Linked DNA regions of Mus musculus: region 1 is linked to region 2. A link is a contact called in public Micro-C data. All regions are on one chromosome and are shown on one strand. The core of a region is the stretch at or near the end of the contact, and the rest is flanking DNA. Distances in the headings are between cores, read along the strand shown. Region 1 has its middle 8.7 kb from the start of Gm10610. Region 2 has its middle 28 kb from the start of Mex3b.

Region 1 (3,126 bases), core at 41-2,540, 660 kb after region 2:
CCTGGCCATCCAGGGTTAGCACCTTCTTGTGGCTTGAACCTCAAGTTAGACTAGTCACTGGTTGGCCACTCCCAAATCTCTAAGCCACTCTTGCCCCAGCACACCTTGCAAGCAGGTCAGGTTGTGGGTAGAATGTTTTGTGGCTGGGTTGGTGTCCCAGTCTCACCACTGAATGCCTTGCCTGGTTACAGAAGATGGCTGGTTCAGGCTCCATATTCTCCATTTACTAGGAGGCCTCACTAGGATCACCCTCAGAGATTCCAGGGAATTTCCATTGCACTAGGTCTCCACAACTATCCCCAAATGTCCCCTAGTTCCAGTCTTCTCTCCCCATACTCTCTTCTTCCTTCCTCCCCCCCCCTTCCCCAACCTGATCCCTCTTGTTCCCATGCCTGCCTGCCCCAGTCCACTCAGAAAATGTCTACTCTATTTCCCCATCTCAGGAAGGTCTATGCAAGAGCTCTCCTTATTATGTAGCTTTTCTGGATCTGTGGGTTGTAGCATTTGCATCACCTTTGTTTAGTGGGTGATATACACTTGTAAGCAAGTGTGTTTCATGTTTGTCTTTCTGGGCTTCACTCACGATGATTTCTTTTTCCTAGATTTATTCATGTCCCTGAAAATTTTTGTAATATCATTTTTAACTGCTGAGTAATACTCGATTGTATAAATATACCACATTTTCCTTACCCGTTCTTCAGGTGTTCTTCTCTTAGTTTTTAAGACAGCATCTCTCACCACCTGAAGCTCATTGATTCACCTAGGCTGGCCACCATGCTCCAAGGATCTATCTGTCTCCACCTCCCCTGACACTTGCATCACAGAAAAACCCAGCTTTTTACGTTGGTGTTGGGGATCCAAACTCAGGCCCTCGTGCTTGCATAACAAGCATTTTATTGACTGAGCCATCTACCAAGCTCTTTTTTTTCCCCCAATGAAATTCTTTGTAAGGTTTTCGGGAAAGTTGCGGTAGTAAAATGTTTGAAGAGTTCTTGTATACACCAGGGACCATTAGCAGGGCTTTATAATAATAGAGCCACAGCTTTTGTTAAATCAATGAACCAAAGTAACCTATTATTATTAGCCAAAGCCAGTCCTTTCCTGAGGTTTTCTTAATTTTTATCCAGCGTCCTATTTCTTACTCACAATCTCATTCTGCAGTCACTTGTTCTGTCTCCCTAGAGACCTGTGTGAGACTCTCGCTTTCCTATCTCTTTAAGATCTTAACAGCTGTGTGAGACTCTTAGACATTCCTCAATTTTAATGACCTCAACACTTAATCCGGTTCAGTCAAGCACTCTGTGAAATATTCATCAACTGGAACTTGTGTAACACTTTTCTCATGGCTGTGGGGTTTGGAGAGGTGACATTCTTGTGGCATTTTATCAAGTCATAGCAATGGGATTGATGACTGCTGATATTACGTTACTCTCCTCTGCCTGTGATAGAGATTCCCAGCTTTTCTCCACAGCAAGTTTCCATTTCCCTCCCCTGTCTCTCTTGTACACTTGGCAATGAAGCCATTATGCCCAGCTACACCTAAGCGGAGAAGTTTCCTCACTTTCCCTGACTGCAAAATGTCTGTATTAGTCCAAAGAACAGAACCAAGGGGACCACGTACTTACAGTTACAGAAAGGGATTCAGCACACAGTGTCTGTGATTCTGTTTGCTGGGTGGGGTGGTAGATCCAGGACCCAGAGACCCCAGATGAAGTCCAAAGGCAATCTGCTGGATAATCCTCTCTTGCTTAGGATGGCCAAGCTTTTGCTTCTATTCTGGTCTCATCTAAGTGAATGGATTCCATCCACACCTTAGAGGACAGTTTAGCTCACTCCAAGTCTACATATTTAAATGTTAACTTTACCCAGAAACACCTTCCAAAGTGAAACATACCGCTGAGTATCAGAGCAGTTGTACCTGAGATATGGTGCTCTCTCATGCTGGGGCTTCAGGTCTCCCTTTCACTTCTTTGTTTACATCATCATTCATTTATAGTAGCACGGACCCTTGAGTTACTCAATGCTACTACTGTGGTTTTCTGGTGCTTCCCATGTCCTCTGCCATACTCTGACAATGTGAACTTTTCAGTCCTTCCTTATTTATTTCTGGTACAACAAGGTGCTCTGGGATCATGTTGTTTTTAGACAGTTTTATTATGCATGTTAATTATAGAAAACGAGGATTTCTTTATGAAATTTTTTCATATATGCGTCTACTGTATTTTGATTACATTTCCTCCTCTTTACCCCACTTCCTCTTCCCTAATAGTCATCCTTCTGCCTTCTGTCCATTTATTTTCATGTAAATTATGCACATGATAGAAAATGTGATATTTTGTGGGAGTCTGACTCGTTATGATTAATATGATGATCTCCAGTTCTATCAATCGTCCTAAAGTGACATAATTTCATTTTTTGTCACATAAACACAATTCCATTCTATCTATGCCACCTTTCTTTCTCTGTTCATCTTTTGATTGACATCTAGGCTGGCTTTATGTCTTAGCTATCACAAATAATGCAGCAATTAGATGAATAAGTCGGGGATGCTGACTTAGAGTCACGTGGGTTTATGTCTAGGAGTTGTACAGTTGTACCATGTGTCACATGGTAGTTCTGTTGTTAGGGGTTGTTTGTTTGCTTGCTTTGTTTTAAGAACCTTTATATTGATCTCCATAGTGACTGTCTCAGCTTACACACCCATCAGCACTCAGTAGGCTCTTCCCCCCTCATCCTCACTAGCGTTTGCTGTCATTTGGTTTCTTGATGAGAGCCATTCTGACTGGGTGAGATAGAATTTCAGTGTGATTTTAGTTTGCATTTTCCAGATGGCAAAAGAAGTTGGACATCTTTTTTAAAAGGATTTGCTGGCTACTTGTGCTTTTCATTTTTGAGAACACCCTGTTCAATGCACTTGTTCACTTTTTGATTGGATGATTTGGGGGTGCTTAATCTGTTGAGTTCTCCATATATTTTGGATATTAACCCCTATCAGATAAATTGCTTACAAAGATGCCTCTCATTTGATACCCTCTTAGTCCTGCTGTTTCCTTTGCTATGCAGAGCTTTTTAATTTTATGCAATCCCACTCGTCAATTCTTAATATTAGTTTCCAGGATCATCTTG
Region 2 (2,975 bases), core at 252-2,751:
AAGTGTTTACTCACTGTGCAAGCATAGGGACCAGAGTTTGCATCCCTAGCACACATCACATGTAACAAGTTGAGCATAGCAGTGTCACCTGTAATTCCAGCATAGAGACACACAGGAGAATCCCAGGGGCTGTATTCATCACTGATGGACTCAGGTCAAGTAATGTGTTTGGGAAGCCTACCACCATGGTCCTTCGCCTCTCCATCTTTCCTCTTCTGCTGTATGGAAAGAGAATTCCACACAACTGATACCTCAGCAGTTCCAAACTAGTGCTGAAAGCATGGAGACTTCCTGGAGGGCCACCAGTCTTCCATGTTGGAAATCCAAAGCTGGGTTCTGATATCAGAGAAATAGCAGCAGCAGTGGCAGCAACAGAATAGATGAAATCACCAGCAAGACTTGGAAGACAATGAGGCAAAAAGTCAGGTCCCCCCCCCCCCTCACTGATTTGTCTGGCTGCAACTAAAGGAAGCCACCATATTTAGGGTGTGTCTTCCTATTTCTAATAACCCAATTAAGGAAACCCCTTAATGTCCGAAGGCCTGTCTCCTAGTTGATCCTGATCTACTCAAGTAGAAAGTTAAAATCAGCCATCAGCCTACTCTCCTGTCCTTGCCTTCTGTATCTGACCCTCCATGTTCCCATCCTCTGTTCCACAGCTCATTGAGAGCTCTGCTTCTGAGCCAGGCTTTCTCTCACCCTTTGCTCTTCCAAATGTCTTTTTTTTTTCCTATTTTCCTATTGTTGGACACTTATTGCACCCTGCTGCTCCCCCTCCCCCTACACCTCAGCCCGTGCTGCAAGACCACAGACCTGGACACATTCCTCCCAATACAGTGTTCCTTTTGAGTTTCCTGAACCCTGTGTAGCTCTGACAAATTGTCTGGTAACTTCAAAGTCTTCAGATGAAATAGATGTCAACGATTTGACTTCACTCTAGAAGTTAATCAGAACCCCAGAACTTTGACTTGAGAGGAAAATGTTTGGAGAAAAGGCAATTTCAGCATTTTCAAGTCTACAGATAAGCCTGCTCTAATCACAGCCAGGGGACTGCCTTTACACCAGGACATCTGGGAAAAGCTTCAACAGGAAGATACGAGTCACTCTTGTTTTTTTAAGAAAATTTGCTGATGTAAGATGCCACTATGAACAGGTCACCATTTCCTCTGCCTAAACCACAATATTACTAATATAACTGCATAATCCTCCATTGAGATAAGGCTGCATGATGAAGCATTAGTCAGATAGCACTGCTTTAAGTGCTGGTGGAGTTTCATCCACATCCATCAAACACTGAAATGAAATTTTAAGCTGACAACCACTCTACACACACACACCATGTACAGACATGCTGCAGAAACAAAAGGAGAAAATGTGTGCTTCTTAAGGTGGACAAAGTCAAAATCATTGGCTGTTATTGCATTGGTCTGTGTGAAACTGCGTACCAGAATGAACATTCCTTTCAATTACTTTGGCATCTAGAACTTGAAATCAGAGAAGGGGAAGTGGGAGAGGGTGGACAGAACTTGATAGGATTTCGGGGACTTCCAAGATGAATATGACTTCATAGATCCTTGAGACCAAAACCTTTAATGAGCTGGGGGTAGTGGAACACACCTTTAACCCCAGCACTTGGGAATGGAAGCAGGGGGAATCTCTGTGAGTTCAGGGCCAGCTTAGTCTACACAGTGAGATCCAGGATGGCCAAAGGGAAGGGAGAAAATAAAACCTTTACAGACAGGTTTCCCGGCCTCTCCTCTTGGGGTAACTCTTGGCTTAGGGGCTATTCTGTATATTATGGGATGTTTTGAAACATGTGTAGAGACCTAGTAGATGGCAGCATCATTGTGCCAGTCCTGAATGACAAATAAGTGCATCTTCCCTGAATACTGCCAGATGTTCTCTGGGTGGCAAATGACTCTTGGAACCTGCTTTTGGTTGTAGACTGGAAAAGAGATGCAGAGAGCTCTCTGGATTTCTGTTAGTAGAAGAGGACGGCTATTCTTGTTTGGTTCCTTTAAACTCTTCAGACCCCAGAAAGCCCAGTGAACAGCTGAGGAGGGACCTCCCCAGAGGCAGATGGAGAACCCTACGGGGAGAAACAACTGAAATGGAAGTAGAGCCATGTTCGCCCACTGAAGAAACCTTTGCCCACTATAAATCATCATCCTTGCAGAGGACAGTGACATCTGTTTACCAGCAAAACTCACGAAAGGCCCTGGCCAGTGGCAATGAGAGTTTGAAGATGAGACAGAATGTTAGAGAACCAAATTTTCAAGTGATGGAAAGGCCAGGCCCTGGCAGTGACCCTGGCTGGAGGGGCAGATTTCTGTTGGTGACTTCCTTGGCTGGGCCTTCTGCCAAGAGAGACAAGCAGGCAAAGAAAAAAAAAAAACATGTTGAGTCTTGCAAGAACAGTTGAGCGAGCAGAGGCAGCAGCTGCAGAGGCTGGCAACAGCTGGACTGACTGCCAGCATCCAGGCTTGAAGGGAGAAAGGCTAAGGAACCCTGGACTCTAAAGATGAGAGGAAATATGCCTTCCAGCCAAGGCAGAGGCTCTTCAAGTGTGAAAGGAAAGTCACTTAGTGGACATTAATCTTCTTTTTCAAGTATTCTTATTAGAAGCAATCGAATCTGTTACACACCCTCCCTCCTGATTGACCAGCAAGATAGGTCTTAGGAGCTGGTGTTCTGGGAGGAGGGTCAGAACAATTGGCCTCAGAAGGGGACCTTTGAGGGACCACTTATGTCCAGGAAAGGAGCCAGTGGAACCAAGGCCCTGCCTGGAAAGCAAAGCCATTAGGTCTGGAGCAAGAGTCCCAGTGTTCCAGTAGAGTGGAGAGGGTTTTGGTGGAGGAACCTTGGGAGTATCAGCAGTGTGTGTATGTGTTCATGCATATATTCACAGGTATGTGTGCTTGTATGTGTGTACATGTGCATGTATTCATGTGTATGTGTATACAGATGTGCCCTTT

Evidence for each region. Hi-C and Micro-C count contacts between places; a contact is called where the count stands out from the background.
Region 1: a contact with region 2 is called in a Micro-C map of muscle stem cells, with 5 times the contacts expected there. The contact joins two enhancer-like sites. A contact is called at or near these places in 12 of 39 promoter capture datasets (the C10 cell line, the HPC-7 cell line, cranial neural crest and 8 more), 5 of 484 Hi-C or Micro-C datasets (embryonic fibroblasts, embryonic stem cells, hematopoietic stem and progenitor cells and 1 more) and 3 of 115 datasets of contacts at active chromatin or transcription factors (embryonic basal ganglia, embryonic forebrain and forebrain).

The regions. Positions count from the first base shown.
Region 1 is chr7:83,557,686-83,560,811 of GRCm38.p6, forward strand. No RefSeq gene overlaps it. Among named protein-coding and RNA genes, the nearest start is that of Gm10610, 8.7 kb to the left of the region's middle. Within about 2 kb of position 1,291, at least 9 of the 459 cell types and tissues checked have an H3K27ac peak or open chromatin away from gene starts, as enhancers often do. A contact at or near this core is called in muscle stem cells, where this site is marked.
Region 2 is chr7:82,893,405-82,896,379 of GRCm38.p6, forward strand. No RefSeq gene overlaps it. Among named protein-coding and RNA genes, the nearest start is that of Mex3b, 28 kb to the left of the region's middle. Within about 2 kb of position 1,502, at least 29 of the 459 cell types and tissues checked have an H3K27ac peak or open chromatin away from gene starts, as enhancers often do. A contact at or near this core is called in muscle stem cells, where this site is marked.